Regions from separate parts of the Muntiacus reevesi genome. Here region 2 is linked to region 1. The links are chromatin contacts, called in public Hi-C maps. All regions are on one chromosome and are shown on one strand. Each heading gives the region's core, a stretch centred on a gene start, on an enhancer-like site or on the middle of the called end of the contact. The rest is flanking DNA. Distances are from core to core; before and after follow the strand shown.

Region 1 (5,151 bases), core at 1,351-3,850:
TCAACTTCAGCTTCTTTAGCATTACTGGTCAAGGCATAGATTTGGATTACTGTGATAATCCAGACTGAAAACCACAATCACAGAAAACTAACCAATCTGATCACATGGACCACAGTCTCTTGTCTAACTCAATGAAACTATGAGCCATACCATGTAGGGCCACCCAAGACGGATGGGTCATGGTGGAGAGTTCTGAGAAAACGTGGTCCACTGGAGAAGGGAATGGTAAATCACTTCAGTATTCTTGCCTTGAGAACCCCATCAACAGTATGAAAAGGCAAAAAGATAGGACTCTGAAAGATGAACTCCCCAGGTTGGTAGGGGCCCAATATGCTGCTGGAGATCAGTGGAGAAATAACTCCAGAAAGAATGAAGAGACAGAGCCAAAGCAAAAACAACACCCAGTTGTGGATGTGACTGGTGATGGAAGGAAGGTCTGATGCTGTAAAGAGCAACATTGCATAGGAACCTGGAATGTTAGGTTCATGAATCAAGGCAAATTGAAAGTGGTCAAACAGGAGATGGCAAGAGTGTATGTCAACATTTTAGGAATCAGCAAGGTAAAATGGACTGGGATGGGTGAATTTAACTCAGATGACCATTAAATCTACTACATGGGCAAGAATCCTTTAGAAGAAATGGAGTAGCCATCATAGTCAACAAAACAGTCCAAAATGCAGTACTTGGATGCAATCTCAAAAACGACATAATGATCTCTGTTTGTTTCCAAGGCAAACCATTTAATATCATGGTAATTAAACAGACTAGCCCATTAAAGAAGAATTATTAGTCTATGCTTTTGGACACACGTGCATAAAAATGTAATTTGTGACACCAATAATCAAAGAGAAACGACAGAAATATATAAGAGCAAAGTATTTAAGAGCTATTTGAATTAAGCTGGTATAAATTCAAGCTGAAAAAACTAAGATTATGGCACATGGTCCCATCATTTCAAGGCCAATAGTAGGGGAAAAAGTGGAAGCAGAGACAGATTTTCTTTACTTGGGCTTCAAAATCACTGTGGACAGTGACTACAGCCATGAGACTAGAAGATGCTTGCTCCTTGGAAGGAAAGCTATGACAAACCTAGACAGCGTATTAAAAAGCAGAGACATCACTTTGCCAACAGAGGTCCCTATAGTCAAAGCTATGGTTTTTCCAGTAGTCATGTACCAATGTGAGAGTTGGACCCTAAAGAAGGCTTTCGAATTGTGTAGACTCTGAGTCTGTGATTTAACATGGATTAGAGAAAGTCTGTCTTCTTCAGACCCCCATTCCACACTTTATATTGGCGGTCTGAAACCTTTATTGAATACTGGGACCTTTCTATCCTTAAAAAGTGTTAGCTAATTTTAAACTGACTTTCCTGTAGAGTTCCAAGCTTGCCTTTTAACTTGTGAAATCAATTTGTTTTTAAAATGTCTTGTCATCTCTTTTTGTGTATCCATTACTCTGTAGTGTACTTTAAACGAGGGAAAAGGAAATACAGGCCAACCTTGTCCTATTCTCCTAATTTTGAAATAGCCTTCAATCTTCAAAGAGGAAAGTTGGCAGGTAGAACATTGTTTTTGAGGAGGTTGTATCACAGTGACATCAAAGGCCACCTGAGCCACCCTCTCCTACACAAAACTACACCTGGGTCAAGATCAGGGCAGGAATCTGTGGACTGGGACAGCCAAGCTGTGCTGGGCCCACCCTGACTGCAGTCCTGTGGGGTGTCCTCCAGGCTCCTTGCTGGCCACCCCTACTGGTCCCCCTTGCAGCAGGAGAGGCTCCTAGCTGCTCAAAGAACAGCTCTCCCCCCTTCATTCAGAGCCCTCTGTGACTACCATGGTGCAGGTCATTGACCCAGTCAAAATGAAGGACATCTAGCTGCTTGTCGGGTTATTTCTCGAGTTGCACCTGGATATCTTCTTTGCTGGGCCTGCTTCTGTATTTGGATTCATTATTTAGGCCACAAATCTACTTGACTAATTTACATTTGATGATTATCACTCTTAGCTACACGACTGAAGGGATGAGTCCCCTCTAGTCCCTGAAAGGAAAGCACTGATGAACTTCTTCCTGTACCTTCTGGGTGTTTCTTGTATCCCATTAATAGTCTGTTCTAGAAGATATGCTGCCGTCAGGGATTCTAAAGAGTCGGGGGAGCATGAGGATTACTTGGAGTACTGATCTTTCTGCGCCAGCGGCTCATTTAGAGTTTCGACTTGAGGGGCACCCACTTAGTCTTAACTTGGCAGTTAAGAGCGTCCCAGAGCCCAAGGGAACTCCGTAACTCAGGAGCAAGTCTGAGTGATCGTCGGAGGGCAAGGGGGGTGGAAGATTCGCGCTGTCGTTAGGATTCAGGCTTGTTCCCCGAGCGCACTACCAACTCCCCCGATTTAGCTGAGATCGGACTGGCGACGGCAACCAGGCTGCCCTCAGCGTCCTGGTGTCCAGAGCGCTGCTCCCGAGTTTTGAGGCTGGAGGGGGAAATTGACTATTTCGACAGCCCTGGGCGCAGATGCCTCGTTGAAGAGTCGCGGGTGCCCCGAGTCCCAGAAAGTTTCCGAGGTTGGGCAACAGTTGGGGGCGGGGCGGAGAGAGGCGATGGGGCGTGGCCTCACTCAGGCCACACCCAGACTTGACCCAGGCACCGGATAAACTTCCAGATCAACGGTGCGGAGCTGGAAACCCGATCCGCAGACGCTGACTATGGCTATGACCCTGGGTTACTGGGACATCCGCGGGGTGAGCGGGGGTCCGCTAGGGCGGGTGGGATGGAGGCGGGCGGGGATATGCTGCGCAGTTGGGGACCGGTAAGCCAGAAATGTTTTCTGCTCGCTGCATCCTAGCCCCTTCGCACCGCCGCCTCCTTCCCAGGTGTGTGTGTGTGTGTGTGCGCGCGCGCGCGCGCTCCGAAGTGGGTGGATGGGGGAGAGGGTTGGGAGTATGGGAGTGACTGGAACGTTGAAAGTTTTGCAGTCAAGACCTGACGCCTGCCCTGTGTCCTGGCATCTCTCTCAGCTGGCCCATGCCATCCGCCTGCTCCTGGAGTACACAGAATCAAACTATGAGGAAAAGAAGTACACGATGGGGGACGGTAATGGCATCCTTGTCATGTCCTGACTTCTGCCCAACTCATGCTGATTTGGTGCCAAGCACCCCATGTCCTGACCCCTGTTGTTCACGTCTGTCGCCCTCCATCAGCTGGAGCAGGGCCCTGCCCCTTCCCTAACCCTTTAGGGTGCAGCTGACCTCCAAGGAAGGATATGAGAGTCCACAGCTGGGTCCTGTATCAGCCATTGGCACAGGCTCCCCTTAGTGGTTACCTAAATCCTTTGTAAGGATTACTCATGAAGTTTCAGGAAATTTCTGTTTGTTTTTCATCTCAAAGCTCCATGTGAGATTAGTGGTTCAGATTCCAGATCCACCAGTTCAGGCGGGTCTTGCCCCTGACTCCTTTGTAGGTCCCCTGGAAAGGAGGGTTGGATTCCTGGGAGGTTGTTTCACTGCATCTTCTTTTTCTCAGCTCCCGACTATGACAGAAGCCAGTGGCTGAATGAAAAATTCAAGCTGGGCCTGGACTTCCCCAATGTAGGTGCAGGGGCTGGGGTGCTGGGAGGGGAAGTGGACAGTGTCTCCATCCATCTCCTTTCCTGGCTTAGAGGTTTCAGGAACAGGTGCTTTCTGCTCTGCCTCTCAGCTTCCTGGTTCTCTGACCTGCCCTTCCATGATGCTCTGTGTCCCAGCTCATCCCTCCATTTTACAGCATATTATTTAGTACTTACCATGGGACAGGCTCTGTGAGGGCCAGGTTTCCTCTCTGCCCTTGCTCAAGGGAGCAGATGCAGGGGAGCCTGGTGGCTTACCTGACCTGGCCTTGTGGTTCTTCCAGCTGCCCTACTTAATTGATGGAGCTCACAAGCTCACCCAGAGCAAGGCCATCCTTCGCTACATTGCTCGCAAGCACAATATGTGTGAGTGGGGCTGGGGTTGGGGGCAGGGATACAGGTGGCCGTGCCCTGGGCTGGGCTGGGAGGGGATACTGAGGGTGAGTCTCTGTTGTGTGGCTACAGGTGGGGAGACAGAGGAGGAGAAGATTCGCATGGATGTTTTGGAGAACCAGGCTATGGACTCTGCTAATGAGTTGGCTATACTCTGCTACAACCCTGAATTTGTGAGTCTCCTCCCGCTGATCTGGGCTGGATGTGCTTTAAAAGGAGACTAGATTAGTTTATCCCTTATACACAGATCATTTTGTAATTTGATCTCCTTGGAGCTACTGCGCTGGATTATATGGAGTCCCCTGAGTGATTCTCATAACTCTAATTCAGGATATAGAAGCTCTGACTCAGTTCTCCCCAATCTAAGGATAGAATCCAGACTCCCCAAGGTGGAAATTCAGTTACTAGACAGGGTATTTACCTTGTTAGCCCAATGCCTCCTCTTCAGCATTTCAGGCATAAACCCATTTTGCCCGGTGGGCAGGGCTGGGTCTACATCTGCACAGTCAGGATCTGTTAAAGTCCTGACTTTGTGAGTCCACTCCTGCTGAGTTGGACAGGGTCCCATCTACATGGGTCCTTTTGCCATTTAAACTCCTTAGAACTACTGATTCACCAAACTAGTCCCTACAGAGTTCCGAGAGTGACCCTTAGAACTTCGAGTGCATGAAATGCAACCTTGGACTCAGTTCCCATCAATCTTAGGGTAGAGTCCAGCCTCCCAGGGTAGAAATTCAGATCCTAGATAGGTGTTTATGAGTTCAACCAGTGCCTCCTCCTTGGCATCTCAGGGATCAGGACATGTGTCCAGTGGGCAGCCCAGAGTCAGACTTTATTCCTTTCCCTCCTTCCTTTCAGCTTCCAGTTCTTTCCAACTGCCCAGAAATTGTCCAGGCAACCACACCATTCTGTCTCCCACACTGGAACAAAGGACTTCTTTCCTAGTTATTTTAGTGTTGATCAGCCTAAGGTCTGAGGCCTGAGCTTTGCCAAGTCTCAGAGCACTGCTGGTCTGACCCCGGACAGGTGTCTGGAGCTGACCGGTGACAGGGTCAGGGACAGTGTGGTTTTGCCTTTTGTCTTCCCATCGCCTCTCACAGATGGGAGGTGGTCCCCATAGGAGTCTGATGAACACAGGTGGGTTGAATGGCAGCTGGGC
Region 2 (5,151 bases), core at 1,411-3,910, 130 kb before region 1:
AGTCCAGGAGCCCAAGTTACTCATTTCAGAAGAGAGGATCCTGGCTGGCACACAGCTGAGTGTTCCTGGAGTATATCCTGGAGGAGAGGATTCAACTGACCAATCTGAGTTTGATTCAGGTCACAAAGTTGTACTGAGCACATAGTGCAAGCATGGCATGCTAGAAGTTAAATTAGTGCAAGGTTGATGGTAATGCCAAAAACCAAGGGTGATTGTAAGGCTGTAGCTATAGAGGGGCAAGGGACCTATCTGCCCCATGTGGGCCTTTTTACTTCAGTCAGAGAAATGATGGAGTTTAAATTGAGCAGCCACCAGGCCCTCCATAGCCCAGGAACTCACTGAGCCATCCAATGTTATCACATATGGAAAGCTTGAAGTTTTCCCAGTCCAACCCTCCCATTTAACACATGAGGAGAGTGACCCAGGAAACTTCTGACTTGTCTGCAAAAAGCCCATTAGACTTGGCATGGCCACAGTTTGCCTCTAATTTTTATACCTTAGTACACTATGCTGAGGGACTCTGGACTGCAAGAACGGCATATGGAAATAAAAAAAGATTAAAATTACAGCTGACTCTTGAACAATGTGAGGGTTAGCAGTGCTGCCCCTTTGAGCAGTGAAAAATCCCGGTATAAACTATAGTCGGCCTTCAATCTTGCAGTTCCGCATCCCATACTGCTGATGGGATCCTGTAGTACTGTAGTATTTATTATTGAAAAAAAAAATCTGCGTGTAAGTAGACTCCTGAAATTCAAACTCATGTTGTTCAAGGGTCAACTGTACATTGGGCAACTTATTTCAATTCTGTGCGAACTCAGCATGGATAATGAGACACATAAAACAGATTTTATCAGAGAAATGAGAGACGCTGAACCTGGAGACTTCTTCCTTTGCCAGATTCTTCCGGTTTACCTCTCTGCTTTATGCTCACCCACCTTCACTCCCCATACCTTTTATATAGATGCCTACTTCCCCTTCTTGTTCTGGGTCTATGGTAATAGTCCAGGAACAGGAGGGTTTTGGCCAGAGGTCCCTCCATGGTCAGCTGCAATGACCCAAGATCCAGGGCCCTGGAGAGTGGGAGGTTAGGAGCAGCTCCTCTCTGACCTCCGGGGGCACAGTGACCTTGGTAAGTTAATGAGTTGGTAGAGATGGGCAGCTTTCACATGACTTATGCCCTTCTGGCTTTGGGAGCAATAGAGGCTGGATGAATTGACTTCCTAGTTTCCTGCCAGTGGGATGTTTTGTTTTCACTGGTCCTTCTCAACACTCCCAAAGTGGCAGCTCTTTGGCTTGGGGGTGGTGATGTTAGAGCAAACTTAAGCACAATCTTTCCCCTTTTCAGGCTATCTCTTCCCAGTGGTGGCCCCAGTACAGCGGGAGACATTTTAAAATTTTTAATTAATTAATTTTTATTTTTGCCTGTATTGGGTCTTCGTTGCTGTGTGGATTTTTCTCTAGTGGCAGCGAGCAGGGGCTACTCATCATTGTGGTGCACTGGCTTCTCATCGTGGGTAGTTTCTCTCATTGTGGAGCATGGGCTGTAAGGCGTGCAGGCTTCAGTAGTTGCAGTTGTTGCTCTGCGGCATATAGGATCTTCCTGGTCCAGGGATGGAACCCGTGTCTCCTGCATTGGCAGGTGGAATTCTTTACCACCGAGCCACCAGAGAAGCCCAAGAGACATTTTTAGAGATGTTTCAAATTCAACAACTATTTACTGAATGTCTGTTGTGTTGCAGCCACTGTGGAGGGCACCTTCAGGCGAAGCATGGCACGGGGGGCTGAGTACTAGCCCTGGAGCCAGGCCTCCTGGGTGTGTAACTGGACCTGGCCACTTATGGGCTATGTGACCTTCGGTAAGTTCCTTTATCTCCGGTAGGTCCCAGTTTTATCAACCGCAAAATAGGGAAAGGATATCTACCTTATACGGTTACATAAGGATTAAAATGAGTTAATATATGTGGAATGCTGAGCACAGGGCCTGGCATGTGGAAAGCACCATATATACATTACTGCTTATTAGGATTTTATTAATAAATCCTGCAGCATCTTCCAAACACAGTTGTGAAGTAGGTATTATTCCTTTCATTTTACAGATGGTTTTATGAGGAAACCGAAGCTGAGAAGAGCCACAGAGTTAGTAATTCCCAGACCTGGGACTGGAAACCGGATCTTGTGCTTGTTCTCCGCAACGATTCCTGCCATTCTGAGGAGACAAGAAATCAGGAAATTTACATAAGCAACCTTAAAACTGGGGCACGATCCCAGAGCTCAGCGGGACCCTGAGAAAGGGAGACAGAGGATTTAGACTCTGGACAACAATCCTTGAAAGGAGAGAAGGGTGTGGAAAAGAGAGGAAAAGGAAGTGGAGAAGGAGCTGGAGACCACTCAGAAGATGGAGTGTTGAGTGGGTGAGGCTCCTGCATCGCTCCCTCTCTTGCTTCTTTGCAGTCACCAAGGTGGACTGGAGCTGTCTCCTGAGCCCTCAGTCACTGGCCTTGAAGGCTGGCAACAGGAGCCTGCTGAGACGCTCCAGCAGGAGGCGCTCTCTCCTCCAGATCTGCACACACAAAATTGGGAAGCCTGGGCCTGGGCTTGCCATCCCAGGGGCACTGGACTAGGATGGGGGATGGGCCTGTGACAGGAGGTGCCCTGGGTGTCCTCTTTCGGCCCCATGGAGTCCTCACCCATCCCCCAGTCGTCAGGGAACTCTTCCACGCTGGGGAGGGCCCCTCAAACCCCAGGTCCCTCTACTGCCAGTGGGGTCCCGGAGGCAGGGCTGCGGGATGTGGCTTCAGAATCCGTGGCCCTCTTCTTCATGCTCCTGCTGGACTTGACCGCTGTGGCTGGCAATGCTGCTGTGATGGCTGTTATTGCCAAGACACCTGCCCTTCGAAAATTTGTCTTTGTCTTCCACCTCTGCCTGGTGGACCTGCTGGCCGCCTTGACCCTCATGCCCCTGGCCATGCTCTCCAGCTCCGCCCTCTTTGACCATGACCTCTTTGGGGAGGTCGCCTGCCGCCTCTACTTGTTCCTGAGCATATGCTTTGTTAGCCTGGCCATTCTCTCGGTGTCGGCCATCAACGTGGAGCGCTACTATTACGTGGTCCACCCCATGCGTTATGAGGTGCGCATGACGCTGGGGCTGGTGGCCTCTGTTCTGGTGGGTGTGTGGGTGAAGGCCTTGGCCATGGCTTCTGTGCCAGTTTTGGGAAGGGTCTCGCGGGAGGAGGGAGCTCCCAGCATCCCCCTAGGCTGCTCACTCCAATGGAGCCACAGTGCCTACTGCCAGCTCTTCGTGGTGGTCTTTGCTGTCCTTTACTTCCTGTTGCCCTTGCTCCTCATCCTGGTGGTCTATTGCAGCATGTTCCGAGTAGCCCGCGTGGCTGCCATGCAGCACGGACCGCTGCCCACGTGGATGGAGACCCCCCGGCAACGCTCTGAGTCTCTCAGCAGCCGCTCCACGATGGTCACCAGCTCGGGGGCCCCCCAGACCACGCCACACCGGACGTTTGGGGGAGGGAAGGCAGCAGTGGTCCTCCTGGCTGTGGGGGGACAGTTCCTGCTCTGCTGGTTGCCCTACTTTTCTTTTCACCTCTATGTCGCCCTGAGTGCTCAGCCTGTCTCGACGGGGCAGGTGGAGAATGTGGTGACCTGGATTGGCTACTTCTGCTTCACTTCCAACCCTTTCTTCTATGGGTGTCTCAATCGGCAGATCCGGGGGGAGCTCAGCAAGCAGTTTGTCTGCTTCTTCAAACAGGCTCCAGAGGAGGAGCTGAGGCTGCCAAGCCGGGAGGGCTCCATTGAGGAGAACTTCCTGCAGTTTCTTCAGAGCACTGGCTGTCCCACGGAGTCCTGGGCTTCCCGACCTGTACCCAGCCCCAAGCAGGAGCCACCTGCAGTTGACTTTCGAATCCCTGGCCAGATAGCTGAGGAGACCTCTGAGTTCTTGGAGCAACAACTCACCAGCGATATCATCATGTCGGACAACTACCTCCGTCCCACCCCCACACCACGACTGGAGTCATGATGGGCTGGTGGACACTTGGAGGGTGATGGGGCTGGGGGCCAGTTATAACTGCAAGGAACTCCTTGTGGGATCACCTTTTTCTGGCCTCTGCACACAGCTTTTGCTTAATGTTTCTGCGGCAGCAACAGAGCCAACTGGATGGATATGTGGCAAAAGCCTTGGACATGGCTATGATCCTTGACTACTGGGGGAGGGAACTTGGTGAGATGGTGACGAGAGTCAAGGGTCACGAAGGTGAGATGATGATGATGATGCTTTTCAATCAGTGAGCTTTCCATGCTTCAGGAAGCAGGGAAATTCTAAGGGTAGGAGTTGGAGGATATAGGGCAGCAGGCCAGGTGTGGAGTTATTCGGAGGACCCTTTAGGATCTTTCATTTTTCAGTATAATAGCCCATGGTAGAAACTGCACCCAGGCAAGGTAAGAAAATGACCCCTGACTTCTCATTTCCTTGCTAGGCTTAAAAAACAGGACAAAATTGCAGCCAAGTGTTTCCATTTAACAGATTTTTTTATAGTTTTAAACCTGAGGTTTCCTTGAAGTGAGAGGACCAGCTTTATTCCTTTCTTGAGTTTGGTCAGAGCAAGCGGAAGTAGTAATCAGGGCCTACAGAGTAGAAGAGAGGAAAGTTGACTGCAGCTCTCTCTCCCACCTTCCAGGAATAGCTGTTCTGTTGTATTTTTTCTCTCTCTTAGACATGAGAGATCAATTTTGGGACTTGATCTTAGCAGAGGCAAGATTAAAACAGGATGGCTCTTTCTCCTTGTCTTTTAGGGTGAAATGGAAGGATTGGGGGTTGGATTGCTGAAGGTAGGGGTTAGCATTTGAATTGCTAAGGTGGTTGGATACAGACAGGCCCATAATAACCCTGACCAATAATACTGTAAATCTTTATTTTCCAGAACTGGCCTCCCTGATCTCTCTCCTCATGGCAGTGACCCATCGCCAGCCCCCTGGACAACCGGGTACAAGAGACTAAGGTTGGGAATGGGAAAGGTGGGGTTTCCATGGTTCATTAAATGCTTCCCTACTCCCATTCATCGCTCTCAAAATTAGCTTCAGTGACAAAGACTTAAATCTCTCTCCTATCTGCAGCCCTGGGTTGGACAGGGGGCGCAGGAA

Evidence for each region. A called contact is a pair of places that touch in the nucleus more often than the background predicts.
Region 2: a Hi-C map of blood shows a contact between it and region 1, with 5 times the contacts expected there. The contact joins the promoter of GPR61 here to the promoter of LOC136147914 in region 1. A contact is called at or near these places in 2 of 3 Hi-C or Micro-C datasets (blood and muscle).

What each region holds. Positions count from the first base shown.
Region 1 is chr1:95,780,823-95,785,973 of mMunRee1.1, reverse strand. LOC136147914 (glutathione S-transferase Mu 1-like) reads left to right here and starts at 2,600. Exons shown (of 8, transcript XM_065907271.1): 1 at 2,600-2,736; 2 at 3,013-3,088; 3 at 3,518-3,582; 4 at 3,884-3,965; 5 at 4,065-4,165. The coding sequence starts at 2,701.
Region 2 is chr1:95,915,247-95,920,397 of mMunRee1.1, reverse strand. GPR61 (G protein-coupled receptor 61) reads left to right here and starts at 2,660. Exons shown (of 1, transcript XM_065927440.1): 1 at 2,660-4,030. The coding sequence starts at 2,675. The coding sequence ends at 4,030.